3 separate regions of the Mus musculus genome follow, and all the other regions are linked to region 1. Evidence: chromatin contacts called from public Hi-C and promoter capture Hi-C data. All regions are on one chromosome and are shown on one strand. The core of a region is the stretch at or near the end of the contact, and the rest is flanking DNA. Distances in the headings are between cores, read along the strand shown. Region 1 holds the start of Lysmd1 (LysM, putative peptidoglycan-binding, domain containing 1). Region 2 holds the start of Npr1 (natriuretic peptide receptor 1). Region 3 holds the start of Slc27a3 (solute carrier family 27 (fatty acid transporter), member 3).

Region 1 (3,055 bases), core at 120-2,619:
ACAGAGCCTTGGGGTGGAAATAAGAACTACAAATGGGCACCTTCAGAGTGCTAGTAAAAGTCAGCTCTTCCTTACCAGTCTCTACATCCCCACCCCCACCCCTACCCCACCCCCGCATGGCTAATAGTACCGGCTTTAGAGTCAGACAGAAACCTTACTCTGACACTTAAGTGATTCGACCTTGATCAAACTGGTTTATCAGTCTTAAGTTGATAGGGACACAAGTCCAGTTAATGGCTGTAAGCCCCGCCCCCACTCACCCACCTCCCTCACCATCTACAGGAGTTGCTCCTCCCACTGGGATAGTTGGGCAGATCTGTCCCAACAGTGCTCTGCTGAGATGTGAAAGCAAAATAAGGAAGAAAAAAAACAGACCATAATAGAATTTAAATAATGTGAGAGGGGGCATCTTAGCGGGCCACCCACTTTCTCGGGACTATCTCAATTCTGGAAGACTCACCGTTACCCCGTATTTGAGTGCTAATCCAGCCAGGGTGTCTCCAGGCTCCAATTGATGCTCCAGGCGTCTTTCCCTCACTGGGGAGCAGGATGATTGTACCAGGCTTCCATAAGAACGAGCACGGCTCCCATGCAGCAGCCCTGACCCCCCGAGGGGAGGCTGTCTAGAGGGAGAAGCCATCTCCTCACTGTCAAGACCTAGGGTCACAACTGAGGGAAGCCCAGCTAAGTAACAGTGACGGCCGAACCCAAGGAATGGATATTCAGATAATTCGTTTTCTCTTCTCTCGTCTCTCTACAGTCTCCCGACTCTCGAGAGACTACATTCGTCGTCCTCCTCTTGCTGCTTCTTGCCGTGCCTGGAGTTACTGTCCGTCTCTTAAGAAGTCTGCCAGGCCGGTTACATTTCTCTTTCCACGAGCTCCTTACCCATAAGTATCTTCCCTGAGCTGTCAGTCGCTGACCCGGTTGACTTTCGACGCCCCCTCCCCAACTCCTCGCAAGCCTGATCTCTGACCTTTGAACCCTAGACACCCTCATCAACACTCTTCCCTCAGTGTATCCCCACATCCAACAGTCGGGATGCCGGGTGCTCCCACATCCTCTCTGTTCCAAATAAGGCCCACCCCAGGTAGGTTGTGGCTGAGGAGTACGAGCCTGAGGACAGCAAGAGTTTGTAGTATATAGTCCACTGAGATCCCTGACGCCTCGCTCCACATCAGGAAGGTCCCACCCTGAAATTCCGGCTCCACATACAGGATCTTGAGTCTCCGAACACCTGGATCCTTCGAGATGTGAGGTCCTGTGTCCAGGTGAGCAGTGTGCTCTTCAAAAAAATAAAAAAATAAAATAAATAACCAAAAGACTTCATTTCCCAAAAGGCACAGCGTCTCAAAGTATTGTAGGAAATGCAGGCCCCCTCAGGGCGCTGGAGGCGGGTCTTCCGGTTCGCGCGACGCAAGCGTGGAACATCATCCCCGGAAGTACAGATTCAACAAGAAAGAAACCGGAAGCAGAGAAGGCGATAGTGTACTCTTTCTACGGTGGCCTAAAGGAGCAGCGAAGTAGGCGTAGGGGAATTTATCGTAGTCTCACAGTCGCTATGTCTTTTAAGAGGGAAGGGGACGACTGGAGTCAACTCAATGTGCTCAAAGTAAGCCTTAGTGAGAGTCTGATCACCTTCAGCCGCCCTGTTGTTTTGTTTTGTTGCTCTGGCGACATCTAGGGGAGGGCTTAGGGGACCAGAACTGAGTGGTGACCCCTACTACCCTATGATCTGCATAGCCCCGTGTGCCATTTGACTCCTTATCCATACTATTTCATTTCCATCCGTCCCTCTTACTCATTTCTCCTATCCTGCTCCCTGCAGAAACGGAGAGTTGGGGACCTGCTGGCTAGTTACATCCCTGAGGACGAGGCACTGATGCTGCGGGATGGACGGTGAGAGCGAAGAGTGGATCAAGCCTGGGGATTCGGGGATCAAAGGCTCAACAAACTTTTGTCACTAAGGAGTTCAGGAGTATAATAGGACTCTTTGGCTGGAAGTGAAGTGTAAGGGGTGGAGATCGGGAAACCTGGGAGTTGGTGGTGGAGTACTCTGACAGAAGTAGGACCTACTCACCATAGCAAGAACACCCCGACTGCAGGCTCTCGAACACACAACATACACACCACACACCACACACATCATTCACTTCTCGTTTCCCTAGCTTTGCTTGTGCCATCTGCCCCCATCGACCAGTACTAGACACGCTGGCCATGTTGACAGCCCACCGTGCAGGCAAGAAGCATTTGTCCAGTAAGTATCAGAGAAGTGGGGAGGGCGGGAGATGGAGAGCAAGCCACCAGGCATTGTGCTTTTCATTCCTCCTTGCTTTTGTTCTCAGGTCTGAAGCTTTTCTATGGCAAAAAGCAAACAGGCAAGGGAACAGAGCAAAATCCAAGACAGCAGAACGAATTGAAGACAGAAAGCAAAACTGAGGTGAGAGGGCATCAGGTGTGGTTTAGACAGGGCTATACTTCACACAACAGGCTTGAGGGAACGTTTGCTCCTAACAGCTCTAACTCTGTCTCTTCATCACCAGGCTCCTTTGCTAACCCAGACTCGAATCATCACCCAGAATGCTCTACACAGAGCTCCCCACTATAACAGTTGCTGCCGGAGGAAGCACAGGTCCGTGGAATGGGAAAGCCAGGAGTGGAAAAGGGTAGAAGGAAATAGATGACTTTAAAGTTATTGCTCTCCAGATTGTATTCTGAGAAATAATAATCTTGTGGAAATATTTTTTTTAAATGATGGTAGGGGCTGGACAGATGGCTCAGCAGTTAAGAGCACTGACTGCTCTTCCAGAGGTCCTGAGTTCAATTCCCAGCAACCACATGATGGTTCACAACCATCCATAATGAGATCTGGCGCCCTCTTCTGGGGTGTCTGAAGACAGCTACAGTGTACTCATATATATAAAAGAAATCGTAAACCATCATTTTTTCAGGTTTTTTGTTTTTTGGGTTTTTTGTTTGTTTGTTTTTTGAGACAGGGTTTCTCTGTGTAGCCCTGGCTGTCCTGGAACTCACTCTGTAGACCAGGCTAGCCTCA
Region 2 (3,068 bases), core at 467-2,966, 4.7 Mb after region 1:
AAAACTACTTAAGGCCAAACAGTGGTGGCGCTCGCCTTTGATCCCAGCACTCAGGAGGCAGAGGCAGGCAGATTTCTGAGTTCGAGGCCAGCCTGGTCTACAGAGTGAGTTCCAGGACAGCCAGGGCTACACAGAGAAACCCTGTCTCGAAAAACCAAAAATAAATAAATAAATAAAATAAATAAATAAATAAATAAATAAAAATTAGTATGGACAAAGATAATTAAATAAAACAAAGAGACTGCAAGTCTGCCTCCATAAAAAATCCTAACTCTTCATGTATAGAAAATAGACTTCAACAGTTTGCTTTCTCCACATAATACCTTTTTCTTTCCTTTCTTAACTAGATTTATTTTAAATCATACATATGTGTTTGTATGCCAGATGTATGTGTGTGTGTGTGTGTGTGTGTGAGAGAGAGAGAGAGAGAGAGAGAGAGAGATCCCCAGAGGTTCCCCTGGAGCTGGAATGCTGGAATAATGGTTATGAGCCACTTGATGTAGGTGCTGGGAACGGAACTCTGGTTCTCTGGAAGGGCAATAAACGTTCTTAACTATTGAACTATATCTCCAGCCCCAAGTACCCTTTTTTATCCTTTGACCCTCGGTGAGTTTTTCTCTCTTTGGAAGTTTTCCTGGCTCCAATCCAGGTAGAATTAATAGCTCTCATCTCGGTCTCTGGGCATATCCCTGTCTCTTTTTCCAGTGCTTAAAGTATATTGTGTTATGGTTATTTGTCCTCAAAACATATATAATAATATTATATATTTCATCGTTATGCCGTCAGCATTTAACTGGCACTTGACACAGCTGGTCCTCTTGAAATGTTTGCTGACCTTAAGATCCTGTTCGGGCTCAAGGCTGGCGAAGTTGATGGCGCAATACGGTTAATGAATGCGGATAACCATTAGAGGGCAGACTAATCCCATGGCGTTCCGTCCCAAAGACTCGCTCCTTCATTTATTCTTCCCGTGGTCATTTCCAACCAGAACTTCACAGTCCTATTTTAATGATCTTCCACACAAAACACTCACACGAGGTTACATCTCTTCTCTAGCCACCCACTCTCTCTCCCCAGTTTCCATCATTATTTGGGGAACTAAAGAGTTAACTCCACCCTCCCACCTGGTCATCTTGCTCTGTTAATCTGCGGGATCTGGGAGGCGGCGAAGAAGAAAGGGGAGGTACTCATTGATGGACTGGGTAACCCGGACTCTGGCTCGCCTCTACTTGATTGCCTTTTCCAGAAACCCTCCCAAACTCCTATAGCCACACACACCTTTCCCGGCCAAGATCCAAACAAACCTCTACTTTCCTCTTCCCTAGGAGCCAGGTAGAAAAGGGGGGTATAGGAGGGGGCGAGGGGGGGCAGCTTCCTCACACCCTTCCTCAGTCCTGGTTCCCCCGCGGCCTAGGCGCCCCGCCCGCGGGTGCTGCCAAGGGAGGGAAACCTTGCGCAGGGACAGCGCGGCGGGAAGAGGGTCAGCAATAACTGGCGCACGCGAGGGTGGGAACCAGCCATAGTCAGGGCTGGGAGGAAGGAGTTAAAGGACCGGGATTGGCTCCCCCGGCTCTCTTGTCGCCGAATCTGGGAGGGGAGGATTCGCTGCCTGGCTCGGGACCTTGTGGTCCCGTCCCCCCCACCCCCCCCCCACCCCGCCCCCGCCCGCCTCCGGAACGGCCGGAGACTTGGGCCAGCCGGACGCCCCTTCTGGCATACTCCTGGGGCAAGCGCGAGCGCACACTCCCCTTTCCTCGCTGGCGCACCCGCTCCCCTCGCTCTTCTTAGATCGCCCTCTCGTTCTCTCGCTCTCCACGGACTCCCTTCGGGTGCTGCGCTCGCTCTCACCTGCTCTAAAGCACCCTCCGCTCTCGGACGCTCCCAATTCCGCGCTCCTGCTCGACGGCGGGACAGTCGCAGCCTCGGCAGGCAGCTTGCTCTCGCCGCTGCGGCTTCAACCCAGCCCCCTCCCTCGCTACGGCTCGGGCGCTCTTGACTCCCGACCCTCGCCTCTGAGCCCGAGGACGGCGATCAGACCATGGTGACAGCGCTGCTCCGTCGCTGCGCTCGCTGAGGCCATGCCGGGTTCCCGACGCGTCCGTCCGCGCCTAAGGGCGCTGCTGCTGCTACCGCCGCTGCTGCTGCTCCGAAGCGGCCACGCGAGCGACCTGACCGTGGCCGTGGTGCTGCCGCTGACCAACACCTCGTACCCGTGGTCTTGGGCGCGTGTAGGGCCGGCGGTGGAACTGGCTCTCGGGAGGGTGAAGGCTCGGCCGGACTTGCTGCCGGGTTGGACGGTCCGTATGGTGCTGGGCAGCAGCGAGAACGCGGCGGGCGTCTGCTCCGACACCGCTGCACCGCTGGCCGCGGTGGATCTCAAGTGGGAGCACAGCCCCGCGGTGTTCCTGGGCCCCGGCTGCGTATACTCTGCTGCCCCGGTGGGACGCTTCACCGCGCACTGGCGGGTGCCGCTGCTGACGGCTGGCGCCCCGGCTCTGGGCATCGGGGTGAAGGATGAGTACGCGTTAACCACCCGCACAGGACCCAGCCATGTCAAGCTGGGCGACTTCGTGACGGCGCTGCATCGACGGCTGGGCTGGGAGCACCAGGCGCTTGTGCTCTATGCAGATCGGCTGGGCGACGACCGGCCGTGCTTCTTCATAGTGGAGGGGCTGTACATGCGGGTGCGTGAGCGACTCAACATCACAGTAAATCACCAGGAGTTCGTCGAGGGCGACCCGGACCACTACACCAAGCTACTGCGGACCGTGCAGCGCAAGGGCAGAGGTGAGGCTGGCACCCACCAGACGGCTGGCTCGCGCGGCCTGATCTCCGGCCAGTCCACAGCCTGGCATTCCGCCTCTGGGGGCCAGGCTTCCTCCTCTTAGAGTCTTGCCCAACTCCTACCTCAGAGTTTCTAGTTCTTTCTCTCTGCGCCGGGTTTGCATTCCTTCCCTCTCCCCCTCCCCTCCTGTCTCCCGTGACCTTCCTGCTGCGGACTTTCTTGACTTAAGCGCTGAAGGGCCTAGTTCTACTGCGCCCTCAGCTTCCTGGCTCTTCTCCGTGCT
Region 3 (3,399 bases), core at 617-3,116, 4.7 Mb after region 1:
TGAAGAGGCTGCTGGGCAGAGGAGCTGGGGTGACAGCAGATGCTGTGTGAGTGGGCATTTCCCCCTGCTTCCTGTCAGTCTGCATTTGTAGTCTGTGGACGGTGGTCATTACACCAGTGTGAAGTGGGCATCTGACCTGGTGTGGGCGGTGCCCATCTGGGCAGATGCCACAGCCTTCAGAAAAGAACCCAATGGCAGCGTGAGAGGCTCTTGCTGCACCTGGGATGCTTGGGTTGGCCCGGCATTGGCACTTCAAGCTGAGCCAGAGCCCAGGGGAGTCCTGGAGGCAAGTTCCTCAGAACTGTCAGATGGCCTGATTTTCTGTGGTTCTGTTTTTGCTTTTTCTTTTGGCAAAGATAATCGAGTTTTAAATTGTTTTTAAGTGATAATGAAACAAGCCAGAACATCTTTTGTGCCTGAGTTGACATCTCTGTTCGTCCTGTGTATATAGGCGCCTCTGTTTAACTTGTACCCCTCTCCCCACTACACAATGTCTCCAGGAGGGACTTGGCTTTGATCTGAGATCCTTCCCACTAGAGTGAGTCAGACATCTAACCTTTCCACTTAGAAGCTGATGCTGGCACCATCTCCCTGCAGGCTGGCTGGCCTTGCCCATTGCTTCTCGGGAACTTCATCTTTAGGAGGTGGGGTGGGGTGGGAAGGGGAGGGGAGGGGTTACTTAGTAGATAAAAAACTTGCCACACACGAATGAGGACCAGAGTTCTATGGTGGCTTGCCTATGATCCCAGAGCTCAGAAGGCAGAGACTGGGTCCCTGGAGTCAGATGGCTGGCTAGCTATCAGTGAGCTCAGGGTTCAGCTGAGAGAGCCTACCTTGACGAATGAGGTGGAGAGTGATCTAGGATTCCTGACTTGTACCTTGGGCCTCCACCCCATGAATACACAAGTGCACTCAAGCGTGCACATAATCCACACACCTAAGACCTCCATATCCTCCAAAGCCAGCATTCGCCCCTCACTTTAGTAAGTGCACTGTTCCCAGGGGTTTAGGCAGGGAAGGGTGCTCTACGTTGAGTTTTGAAGGAGAGAGGATGAAAGCTCAAATGCCAGGGCAGGAGACGCTCTTCCAGTCTGACTGCTTACTGTCCCCATATAGCAGCAGAGGATAGTCCCAGATCATGCTTTCAGCTTCCCTGTCCAGGGACATTCGATGCCTTGCTGAGGAGAGGTAAAGGCTAGGTTTAGTGCACACACTCCATTGATTCAGCCTGGACATTTTCCTCTTCTGAGAATCCATGCTCTTTTAAAGCCACTACTTTTGAAACTCTAAACCACCAAGAGGCCTCTTTTTTCTTCCTCTTCCCATCCCCAGTTTCCACTGCACCGATTAAAACCAGGATGGGAAACATTTGCTGCCTGGTCCCAATTATTGTATCCTTGCCTAAAATGAAGGGCTTCCCTTCACAAGTCTGGCAGATTGGCCTCCACCTTTCCCGTAACTTAATTCTCAGGCTCCCCCACCCATTCCCTGGGGGGTTGCTATTGCTGCTGGTAGCTGGAGGCAGCTGTTTTGCCCAGACTTGCAGACCCGACCTGGCCAGGGGCCAGATTCTTCAGTCGCCTTAGGAAGAGAGCAGTGGTACCATCCCATCATGGGTGACAAAGAACAATCAAAGGATTGAATGGCTCCAGGACCAGGACTATAAGCCAGCCAATAGCTTAGGTGGCCATGAAAATGCACAGCTGTGGGGTTGGAGGGTAGGCACCTCTTTGGACCCGACAGGCTGCTGGCCACCAGCGGTCAAATTCCGGAGCGTGTGCGCCTAGGGCGGGGCCTGGGTTGTGGGGAGGGCCGGGCCGCCCCCGACTCTCGCACTCCTGGCTCCCGCGCCACACCGCAGAAGCTGGGTGGGAAGGGCGGGTGCCAGCGCACGCGCGCCACGTTCCCGGGAAGAAAGGTTGTCCGAGCCGGACCAAAGCTGGCTTAGTGTTTCAGGAAGGACCACCTGGAGTGTGTGTGAGCTGCTGGGACGGACTAGAGGAAAAGGGCACCATGGCGGCCCTCCTGCTGCTGCTGCCCTTACTCTTGCTCCTGCCTCTGCTGCTGAAGCTAGACGTCTGGCCTCAGCTGCGCTGGCTGCCGGCCGACCTGGCCTTCACAGTTCGCGCCCTCCGCTGCAAAAGGGCCCTTCGAGCACGCGCGCTGGCCGCAGCGGCCGCCGACCCCGAAAGCTCTGAGAGCGGGTGCAGTCTGGCCTGGCGTCTCGCGTACCTGGCCCGGGAGCAGCCGACACACACCTTCCTCATCCACGGCGCGCAGCGCTTTAGCTACGCGGAGGCTGAGCGCGAGAGCAACCGGATTGCTCGCGCCTTTCTGCGCGCACGGGGCTGGACCGGGGGCCGCCGAGGCTCGGGCAGGGGCAGCACTGAGGAAGGCGCACGCGTGGCGCCTCCGGCTGGAGATGCGGCTGCTAGAGGGACGACCGCGCCCCCTCTGGCACCCGGGGCGACCGTGGCGCTGCTCCTCCCAGCGGGCCCGGATTTCCTTTGGATTTGGTTCGGACTGGCCAAAGCTGGCCTGCGCACGGCCTTTGTGCCCACCGCTTTACGCCGAGGACCCCTGCTGCACTGCCTCCGCAGCTGCGGTGCGAGTGCGCTCGTGCTGGCCACAGGTAAGGCTGCGAGCCAGAGAGGGCGCGCCTGCTCCCTAGACCCGAGGTGCAGAAGTGAGTGGGAATAAGAAAGAGGCCTGGGTTTGGGGAGGGATGTGCTAGACCCAAAGAATTCTTAAGCCGTCGGATTACAGGTCCCAGGCAAGACGTGGGATCCCCACATTGCCACCCTCACCCTAGAGCATTGCACAAGGACAGAGCAAACCAACCAGGTGATGGAAGGCTTTAGAGTAGCTGGAGAACCTCGAAGCTGGGTTTGCCTACCCTTGTAGAGTTCCTGGAGTCCCTGGAGCCGGACCTGCCGGCCTTGAGAGCCATGGGGCTCCACCTATGGGCGACGGGCCCTGAAACTAATGTAGCTGGAATCAGCAATTTGCTATCGGAAGCAGCAGACCAAGTGGATGAGCCAGTGCCGGGGTACCTCTCTGCCCCCCAGAACATAATGGACACCTGCCTGTACATCTTCACCTCTGGCACTACTGGTGAGGACTGGATACAATACTTCTCAGACACTGAGGCAGAGGGTGGCAAGGTCTGGGGAGAGGACTGGGACGCTTGTCACTTTCAGATCACCCTGGACACCATCCCAGGCACAGCTTCTCTCCTTCCAGTCCCCAAAATACCTATTTTTCCAGGACACAGCTCAGACCCTTTTCCTGACTGTGCCCCTCTTGCCACCCTTCAGGCCTGCCCAAGGCTGCTCGAATCAGTCATCTGAAGGTTCTACAGTGCCAGGGATTCTACCATCTGTGTGGAGTCCACCAGGA

Evidence for each region. Promoter capture Hi-C pulls out the DNA fragments that hold promoters and counts their contacts. A called contact is a pair of places that touch in the nucleus more often than the background predicts.
Region 2: a Hi-C map of B cells shows a contact between it and region 1, with 5 read pairs. The contact joins the promoter of Npr1 here to the promoter of Lysmd1 in region 1.
Region 3: a contact with region 1 is called in a promoter capture Hi-C map of cranial neural crest. The contact joins the promoter of Slc27a3 here to the promoter of Lysmd1 in region 1. A contact is called at or near these places in 3 of 39 promoter capture datasets (cranial neural crest, frontonasal cranial neural crest and second pharyngeal arch cranial neural crest) and 1 of 484 Hi-C or Micro-C datasets (B cells).

The regions. Positions count from the first base shown.
Region 1 is chr3:95,132,402-95,135,456 of GRCm38.p6, reverse strand. Lysmd1 (LysM, putative peptidoglycan-binding, domain containing 1) reads right to left here and starts at 1,369. Exons shown (of 3, transcript NM_153121.2): 1 at 461-1,369. The coding sequence starts at 640. Scnm1 (sodium channel modifier 1) reads left to right here and starts at 1,445. Exons shown (of 7, transcript NM_027013.2): 1 at 1,445-1,612; 2 at 1,829-1,899; 3 at 2,169-2,257; 4 at 2,346-2,440; 5 at 2,544-2,632. The coding sequence starts at 1,562.
Region 2 is chr3:90,464,514-90,467,581 of GRCm38.p6, reverse strand. It overlaps Npr1 (natriuretic peptide receptor 1), which reads left to right and starts at 1,716. Exons shown (of 22, transcript NM_008727.5): 1 at 1,716-2,787. The coding sequence starts at 2,079.
Region 3 is chr3:90,388,405-90,391,803 of GRCm38.p6, reverse strand. Slc27a3 (solute carrier family 27 (fatty acid transporter), member 3) reads left to right here and starts at 1,866. Exons shown (of 10, transcript NM_011988.3): 1 at 1,866-2,632; 2 at 2,905-3,114; 3 at 3,318-3,399. The coding sequence starts at 2,014. Ints3 (integrator complex subunit 3) reads left to right here. Exons shown (of 30, transcript NM_145540.3): 30 at 1-424.